2 separate regions of the Mus musculus genome follow, and region 1 is linked to region 2. A link is a contact called in public HiChIP or PLAC-seq data. All regions are on one chromosome and are shown on one strand. Each heading gives the region's core, a stretch centred on a gene start, on an enhancer-like site or on the middle of the called end of the contact. The rest is flanking DNA. Distances are from core to core; before and after follow the strand shown. Region 1 holds the start of Tbc1d21 (TBC1 domain family, member 21). Region 2 has its middle 28 kb from the start of Stoml1.

Region 1 (4,376 bases), core at 1,368-3,867, 90 kb after region 2:
TTCCAGGACACCTGATGCCCTTTTCTGGCCTCCTTGGCACCAAACACATGTGTGGGGCACAGATGTCCATGCAGCCAGGACACCCATATGCATAAAATTTAAAGAAAAAAAAATTAGTCATTGAGGTTAGGGATGTCGCTCAGTTGGTCGAGTGCTCACTTAGCACACTGGATGCTCCAGGTTTGATCCCCAGAACCACATGCCTGGTTCGATTCCACACACCTGTGGAGGCAGGAGGACCAGAAGTTCAAGGTTACTCTCAGCTATGCAGTGAGCTTGAGGCCAACCTGGGATGCATCAGACCCAGTCTCAAAAGCAAACCAAAAAGCTACCGGGACTCTCTTGAAAGTTAAGGAGTGTAAACATCTCTTTTTCCTTTTTTAATCGTATTTTATGTTTTACTTTGACTGTGCTGCTTTGATAATAGAAAGATTAAGATAAACACCAAGTAAACAATTCATGTGCTCTATTTTATCTTCCTTGAAAATATAAAGCAGCCGGTCGCAGGAATATTCATGTGAGGAGATGCACGCACGCCTGGCCCGCGTGTGGTAGGCACACTTGTGTGCCACACACTTGCGTATGAGTGGTAAGGGATAGTGTCTGAAAAGCATTTACAAAATAGCAACTAAGGGTGCAAAAATGTCCCTCTCCCCAGGCTGAAGAGAGGAGGCTCTTGAAGTACCACACTGCAGAGAGACCTGAGCTGCTGGACAGAATCCACCCGCGCTGGCCAGAGCTGCCCCCATCTCTCTCTTAATACCTGAATGTGTAGACACGGGACTCTAAATGAAAAATGTATTGAAATCACTGGAGGGTCTTCTGGTTCTGAAAGTTTGGGGAAACAGCCTACAGAGACGAGTTCCTAACAGTTTCCTGGATGGCTGAGGCTGGAGTGAGGAGCCAGGGGTCAGGAAGTAGGGAAACATTTGACTTTAAAAGCCACAGTGAGCCATTGACTACAGGCAGGTCAGTTTCCCTATCTGCAGGTCAGGTGGGCTACGAGCTCCCTTTGTTTGTCAGTGGTGTGTGTGTGTGTGTGTGTGTGTGTGTGATATGCGTGTGTGCACATATTATGAGTACACATGAAGGCCTGAGATTGATGCTGGGAATCACCTTTGATTGCCTGCTTGACCTTACTCAATGAGGCAAGGTCTCTCAACCAAACTTAGAGCTCACTGATATGGCTAAATTCCCCTAGTCAGTTTGCCCCTGGCATCCTCTTATCTCTGCCTTCTGGGACTGGGATTATAGGGGAATGACCATACCCACCCAACATTTCACATGGGTTCTGGGATTCAAACTCTGTCGTCATGTTTACAAGAAAAGAACTTCAGTGCTGAGCCATCTCCCTAGACCGAACATCCCTCTTTAATAACTCACACACGCTTTATCTGCTGGATCAACCCTGAGAAACGGGGCACTAGGAGTTACAGGTAACTTTGAGAAGTAAGGTCTCCTTGATGCTGGCAATCAGCTCCACGTTTGGGCCTTCACGAATCGATGAGGAGGACTGGTCAGCCTGCTTGCCTGAGTCTGGAGAGCAGCTGACTGGATTTGAAGTCTCCAAGATCTATTTCTCACTCATCAAATGATAATAGCCTGATCACATCCCATCTCAAAGGGCTGGGATGAGAAGGAGTGACTATAAACAAAGCATTTACAATACCATCTGTACACATCGACTGCTGTGTGGCAGCTTATTCATTATTATTAGTATTAGCCTTCTCTAAATTTGGAGAATGGGAGAAATATAGAAAAAAAATCCAAAGCTTGGTGATCATCTGCAATAAACGTGTAACGTTTAAACCCCAAGTGCTCGTTTTGCATTTCTATATATCGCCCTATTAATCACATGACAAATGGGTCTTGAGATTTGTTAAGGTCATTGTAATTAGTTATGATTTTGAAAAATAGTGCGTGGAAAATTTTCATGACTCAGGTGGACCGGAATAGTTTATTAACTGGGCTTGGGACCTAGTAACAGAAGCACTACTGCCACCTGGTGGCAACATACCAGAATTGTTGGCAAAAGCACCAAAGAAAAACAGTGAGAGGCTGCAACTCTAAAACTCAAAAAATTTAGAATGACACAGTTGGGGAGGAAGCCATACTGAGTTCTAAGTCCTGCCCCCCCCGCCAATAAGGTAAAAAGGGATGTAGATGTCTAACCTGTGGCTGCTGTTGAAGGTAAGCGGCCCTTGCTCTCCGTTCCATGGCCAGCCTTCCCATTCAGCAGGGACAAAGAGTCCCGCTATAAACCGGACTATGGGAGGCAGGCACTTGGGACTGATGAAGAACATGTCAGGTGTGGTGGCATAAGCTTATAATCTCAGCACTCAGAAAGCTGAGGCAAAAGGATCACAAGTTCAAGGCCAGCCTGGGCAGCACAGAGACACCTTCTCTCAAATCAAATCAAAGAACATACCAGAATGAAGGTGGCTGATCGCCTGGCAGAGAGGCTGTTTTCTGGAGAAAGGGTAGTCATGTTCCCCTCTTGTTGCCTTGGGAGTGGCCTGTGTCCAGCTCTTCCCTAGTGATCAGGGAACCAGGGAAAGGGGACTTCCTTTTAAGAGATGAACTGGACCTCTCTTGATTCCCTACATTTGAACAAATCCAGCTAGATGTGTGTCACAAGGCCCTGGAACTGCCATCACAATGACCTTGGAACACACACAGAAGCCAAGGAAGTAAATCTACAGACCACCCCCCTCTCCAGATTACAGTGTACACAGGCTATGTGTCAGAGGTTGAGTTAATGGATCCAGTGGGCTGGCTAGCTGGGGCGGACTTCCTGGAGGAGGTGAGCTACAACTTCCTATTTCTGGCTGTTGTTTTACCAGACCAGTACCAGAGCTCATAATACTACAGTTAGAGCCTCAGGTTTAGGGATGATTTTCCAAAACACCAAATCAGTATATCTGATCTGGAGACCAAGAGTAGGTTTATGTAAGACTACATAGGAGGCCACAATTTAGCATTTGAATAGTGGTTCCTGGTGTGTGTGTGTGTGTGTGTGAGATTCTCTACCTTATTTTTGAAACAGGGTTTCTCACTCAACCTGGCTAGACTGGTTGGTCAAGGATCCACCTGTTTCTGTCCCCAGCACTGAGGCTACAGATGTGTACATCTGTATGCATGGCTTTTTACAGGGTGACTGGAGATCCACACTCAGGTAGTCATGTTTGCATGGCAAACACTTTGTCCACTGAGCCAACTCCCCAACCCTCTGCTTTAGTTACCTATATACCCAGAGCAAGGTCTTGGGCAAACTAAGACAGTAGATTTGAGCACCAACTGGATGAATAACTTAATGAAATAACTGAAGCTGCAGGGTGTAGGGGTGCACGCCTTTAATGCCAGGACTCAGGGGGCAGAGACAGCAGATCTCTGTGAGTTCAAGGCCAGCCTGGTTTACAGAGTGAGTTCTAGAACAGTCAAGGCTAAATAGTGAGACCCTGTCTTGAAGAAAACAGACAAGTAGAGTAACTGCCATCCTCTCCCACCCCTTTCTGTACCTTGTACCTGTCTCTCTCCCTCCTACCCTGATTTCCATTACACCAGGGTCAATGTCAGATTATTTTGTGCTCAGTCTTCTAGTGCCCCGCCCCCAGCTTCCTGATGTCTGGTAGGTGTTGCTGTTAAACAGACCTGAGAAAGCGGCGACTCTTGGCTCCAGAGTCACGGTCTCTACCTCCAGCCTTACGTGCCTTTCCACTCAGGTCTGTCCTGGCTGGAAAGCATCTTTAGTCATTACACAAACCAAACTGCAGTCAGGAGCTCCAAGGTGGAACTTGGAGTCTGACCTCAAATCTGAAATCTACCAATCCCCCGGACTCCCCAGCCATGAAATCAGAACACAGCCAATCTCTGCCTTCGTAACTTTATTAACTGAGCTGTCCATATGGAAGTCTTGCGTAGACACAGTTCACGGTTTCATTGTCTGATAGTGTTCTGCTGGCTGGAGGCACTGCAGAAATCTCTGACAGCCCGGTAGCACCTGTCTTTTGCCTCCCTCTGTTTCCCCATCCAAATACGGGAAGATACTGAGAGCCTTTGCGCCTTGGCCTGCTGTCCCAGTCTCGGCAGAGCTGGAGGGGTGGGCAGCACCCATAGGCACTGAGTGGAATAGGAATCCACTCCACACACCTCAGAGCAGCTTCATTTGGAGGTCTGTGAGGTTTCCAAGTCAAACGTGGGAAGCAGGAGACACCACGTGGGTGTTCCTCACCGTGGATGACAGGGGCTGATGACGGATGCCTCTGTTCCTCCACATTAGTAATGCACCTTGTGGAGAATTAACTGCAAGCTTCTCGAAGTGAGGAGGATTGGCCAGAGAGGAGTAGGAACAATCTGATTGCTGAATGCAACTTGGT
Region 2 (4,475 bases), core at 753-3,252:
ATGAATATGGAATATGAGGAAACAAGGGCAAGAAAGTCCTGGGGCTGAGACAACAGCTCAGCATGGGGAAAGTCGTGTGGTCCATCCCAGTATGGCAAGAAAACCATGTAACAAAATACTGATCACACAATGGACGTGAGTGAGTCTCATAAGCATTACACCCAGAAGGAATATGGTTTTGCTTTGTGATAATTACATAATACAACAAATATAGAAAATTGAATGGGTGCTAAGCCTGGTGGGGACAAAGTGACATGGTTCCTAGCCCTGGGACAGGGCCCTGGTGTGAGCCTCCACCAAGTGTCAATGGCTGCTGTGGGTGTAAAGCACTTGTCTGGAAGTCAAGAGTGTGGCTATATGGGGGCGGGGGGAAGGGCATGGGGGAACTTTTGGGATAGCATTTGAAATGTAAATGAAGAAAATACCTAATCAAAAAAAAAAAAAGTTTGGCTATGACTCAGCAAAATGGTAAACACTGGGACCTTCAAACAGCCCTTAAGGCTATGGGAAAGAGCTTTAAATACATTTTGAAAATGTATAATTTCTCAACTATGCAAAAATATAAAGATGCAATATGAATTATGAGGGGCTTCATGAATCTAAAGGAACAGAGGTAGCTACGATGAGCCAGCTGGTCAGGAAGATACAAAGACAGGCAGATGGAAATGCAGGCAGATTCCTGGGTTCAAGGTCAGCCTGGGACTTAGAAAGTGCAGGCCTGGGTGCAGGGAAAATGGTAATTTCAGGGCAGAGTCCCACCTAACTAGTTTACCACCTGTGCTTAACAAAAGCAGACTGATCTCTGAATTGTTTGCATTGTCAAGAAACAAAGGTAAGTTTACTGTCCTACAAATAAATGGCTGGGGTAACAGGATGCTGGATTGAAATGTAAAATAAAAGACTGGACCTGTGCTCTGCAGGAGATGGGCTATCCAGAAAACTTAGGAAAACAAGAGAACTGCTTAGACAACTGACATTCACGCATTTGCTTTCGTGCTGAAGCACACAAGTAAGCAGGACTTGGACAGAGAGATCTCTTAGAATAGCAAGCAAGCAGAATATAGACCAGAGAGATCTCCAGAGAGAAAGCAGAGCATAGAAGCAGACTGGAAAAGCTGTATCTAGCAGAGCACAGGTCTTAGCTTGAATCTACAGTTTGACTTCAAGTGGTTCTTTTCGAGGCTCCCAGACTCCCCTTCTCAGAACCCCTCTCCAAGCCGAAGCTGGTCCTTGTCAAATGCACATTCCACAATCCAGAACTGTAGCTCAGTGGACAGAGTGCTGACGTAGCGTGCATGAGGCCCTAGGTTCAGTCCCCTGCCCTGCAGAAGCAGGGTGTGGCTGCACGTGACTGTACTTGCCCCACTTGGGAGGTGGAGGCTCAAGAACCAAAGTTCATTGTAACCTCTGCTATGGTAGAGCAAGTTCAAGGCTAGCCTCTGCTAGAAGCCTTGACCAAAAAAGCAAACAAAAGTCACCAAGAAAGTGCATTTGAATTGTTTCATCCCAAGATAAGTGCTTGACTTGATGGCTGTGTTAACGAGCTTGATTTAATTGTTTTGTCATTTCATAAATCACAAAGTACCTCACTCTGTACTCCATACAGCAAGATTATTTCAATTTATAATATAAAAATTAAAATTAAACTAAAAGGCATATTCTGTAAACGAAATCAGAAACAAAAGGCTGCCTACTATATGTCGCTATTTACAGGTGATCCCATGAAATGCAAAGCTACCGGGACAGAGAACAACTCAGGGACTCCAGGGCTCTGTGACTGTGAGGCTGAGGACAAGGAAATACCACAGGAGGAGATAACAACAGTTACTGATTTATTGATTTATTTAGTGATTCTCCTAAAGCGCTGTTAGAATGCCTAAAGCCAAACATGGCTTCACTTGCCTACCTGGAACAGAGCCACCTGAGAAACACTTAAAACAATGAGTCGTTGCCCTTAACAACCTGACTTCCGCTCAGGCTTCTTGCTGTCTTGCAAGTGCCAGTAAAAGCTCACTAGCTCCCCCTTGTGGTTTTAGATATAAAACGGGGACACAGACTGGGTCAATACCAAGGCCTGCTGGGAGCTGTCCTGGCTTTGGTCCAGATATCTCTCTTCCACTCCCACTGGTGTCAGAGTGCTTATTCTAGAAAGATTCCCACAACAGGAGCAAGAGAGGAGTGGGGTTTTCACTTGCATTTTATGTGTATGAGTGATGTGCCATGTTCATACAGTGTCCGTGGAGGACGCCTTTGTCCCCTGGGACTGGAGTTACAACTAGTGTGCTCCATCTTGTAGGTGCTGGGAACTGAACCTGGGTTCTCTGGAAGAGTAAGTGCTTTTAATTGTTGATCCCCAAAAGGGGATTTTGAGAGTAATGGACTTTTTCCACATTTTTATTGTGGGGGTATATTTATAATTATTTATAGTTTTTGTTTGTTTGTTTGGGTATATTTATATTTATTTATAGTTTTTGTTTGTTTGGTTTGGTTTTTCTTTTCTTTTTTTTTTTTAAAGATTTATTTATTTATTATATGTAAGTACACTGTAGCTGTCTTCAGACACTCCAGAAGAGGGAGTCAGATCTTGTTACAGATGGTTGTGAGCCACCATGTGGTTGCTGGGATTTGAACTTCAGACCTTCGGAAGAGCAGTCGGGTGCTCTTACCCACTAAGCCATCTCACCAGCCCTGGTTTGGTTTTTCGAGCCAGGGTTTCTCTGTAGCCCTGGCTGTCCTGGAACTCACTTTGTAGACCAGGCTGGCCTCAAACTCAGAAATCCGCCTGCCTCTGCCTCCCAAGTGCTGGAATTAAAGGCATGCGCCACCATGCCCGGCTTATTTATAGTTTTAAAGCTTGTCAAACTCTACACATAAAGGAGTTGACTGTAACTGTATGCAAATTATCCATGAATATTTCTTAGTTATATATACTGAACAAGCAAAAGAGACAGTGGGTGTGATTTCAGAAATGATGTTCATATATCCCCCCCAAACCAAACAAACAAAAAACGAGGACCCCCCCCCCCCAAAAAAAAACCCAAAAAGCCCTACTTTTACCTCTGAAATAGCCCTGAGGAAACAAAGTCTTGCTCCCCCTGGTGGCCTCCATGTGCATTGACAGTCTGTTCCCTGACAAGCTGCTGGGACCCAGGCTCAGGCTAAGACCTCTTGCTGCCAGAGATTGGAGCTCCTTGAGGCTAGAAAGTGGTTGTTAGTGTACCACAGGCATTGTCCTAAAGTTTTGGGGCGTGCTGGTGAGATGGCTCAGCAGGTAAGAGCACCCGATTGCTCTTCCAAAGGTCCTGAGTTCAAGTCTCAGCAACCACATGGTGGCTCACAACCATCCGTAATGAGATCTGACTCCCTCTTCTGGAGTGTCTGAAGACAGCTACAGTGTACTTACATATAATACATAAATAAATCTAGAGTTTTGGGGCTGCTTTGATTACTTTTCTATTGCTGTGATCAAACGCCATGACCAAAAGCAACTTAGGGAGGAAAGGGTTTCTTTCTGCTCACACCTCTTAGGTCATCCAACGTCACTGGGGGAAGTCAGGACAGGAACTCAAGCAGGAACCTGAAGGCAGGAACTTAAGCACAGACCATGGAAGAACAATGCTTACATTTATTTTATGTATATGAGTACACTGTAGCTGTGCAGATGGTTGTGAACCATCCTGTGGTTGCTGGGAATTGAACTCAGGACCTCTGCCCACTCTGGCCCTGCTCGCTCCAGAGAAAGATTTATTTATTATTATATGTAAGTACACTGTAGCTGTCTTCAGACACACCAGAAGAGGGCATCAGATCTCATTAGGGATGGTTGTGAGCCACCATGTAGTTGCTGGGATTTGAACTCAATGCTCTTAACCATCTCTTCAGCCTTCAACCTGCTTTCTTGTACCACCCAAGAGCACTTGCTCAGAGTTGGCAATGAGCTGGGCTCTCCCACATCAATCAACAATCAATCAAAATATAACCCACCCACCCCCATCCCCACCATGTCTGCACAGGCTTGCCCAATAGCCAGTCTTTCGGGGAATTTTCTCAATTGATGTTCTCTCTCCTAAAAGGACTCTAGTTTATGTCAATCTGACAAAGACACTAACCAGGACAGGGATTTTGCACATTGACAAAGCAAAAACAGACTTCTGTCAGGATTCTGAATTGTAAAGTCAGCTGCAATCAAGCCTCATAGAAAGAAGGCAGAACTGGCAAGCTATTTAAAAACACAAAACAAGACAGGCTTGGTGACACATATCTATCGTCCCAGCTACTCCAGAGGCTGAGGCAGGGAGATAACAAATTCCAGACCTGCCTATGCTTCGAGTGGGCTTAAGGTCAGACTGGGAAATGTAATAAGACCTTGATCTTATTTTTTAAACAGTGAAATGAAAAGGGCTAGAAATATAGCTCAGTGGTAGAGCACACCCAAGACCCTGGGGCCATCCCAATGACCATAAAACACCCAAGGG

What was found. HiChIP or PLAC-seq counts read pairs in DNA pulled down with a chosen protein or histone mark.
Region 1: an H3K27ac HiChIP or PLAC-seq map of embryonic stem cells shows a contact between it and region 2, with 7 read pairs. The contact joins the promoter of Tbc1d21 here to the enhancer-like site in region 2. A contact is called at or near these places in 3 of 39 promoter capture datasets (the 3T3-L1 cell line and 3T3-L1-derived adipocytes), 20 of 484 Hi-C or Micro-C datasets (the HL-1 cell line, the HPC-7 cell line, brown adipocytes and 11 more), 2 of 115 datasets of contacts at active chromatin or transcription factors (embryonic stem cells and fibro-adipogenic progenitors) and 1 of 9 other capture datasets (adipose tissue).

The regions. Positions count from the first base shown.
Region 1 is chr9:58,367,838-58,372,213 of GRCm38.p6, forward strand. It overlaps Tbc1d21 (TBC1 domain family, member 21), which reads right to left and starts at 2,618. Exons shown (of 11, transcript NM_028854.4): 1 at 2,429-2,618. The coding sequence starts at 2,488. 1700072B07Rik (RIKEN cDNA 1700072B07 gene) reads left to right here and starts at 2,667. Exons shown (of 3, transcript NR_040727.1): 1 at 2,667-2,803.
Region 2 is chr9:58,278,684-58,283,158 of GRCm38.p6, forward strand. No RefSeq gene overlaps it. Among named protein-coding and RNA genes, the nearest start is that of Stoml1, 28 kb to the left of the region's middle. Within about 2 kb of position 2,003, at least 56 of the 459 cell types and tissues checked have an H3K27ac peak or open chromatin away from gene starts, as enhancers often do. A contact at or near this core is called in embryonic stem cells, pancreatic cancer cells and trophoblast stem cells, where this site is marked.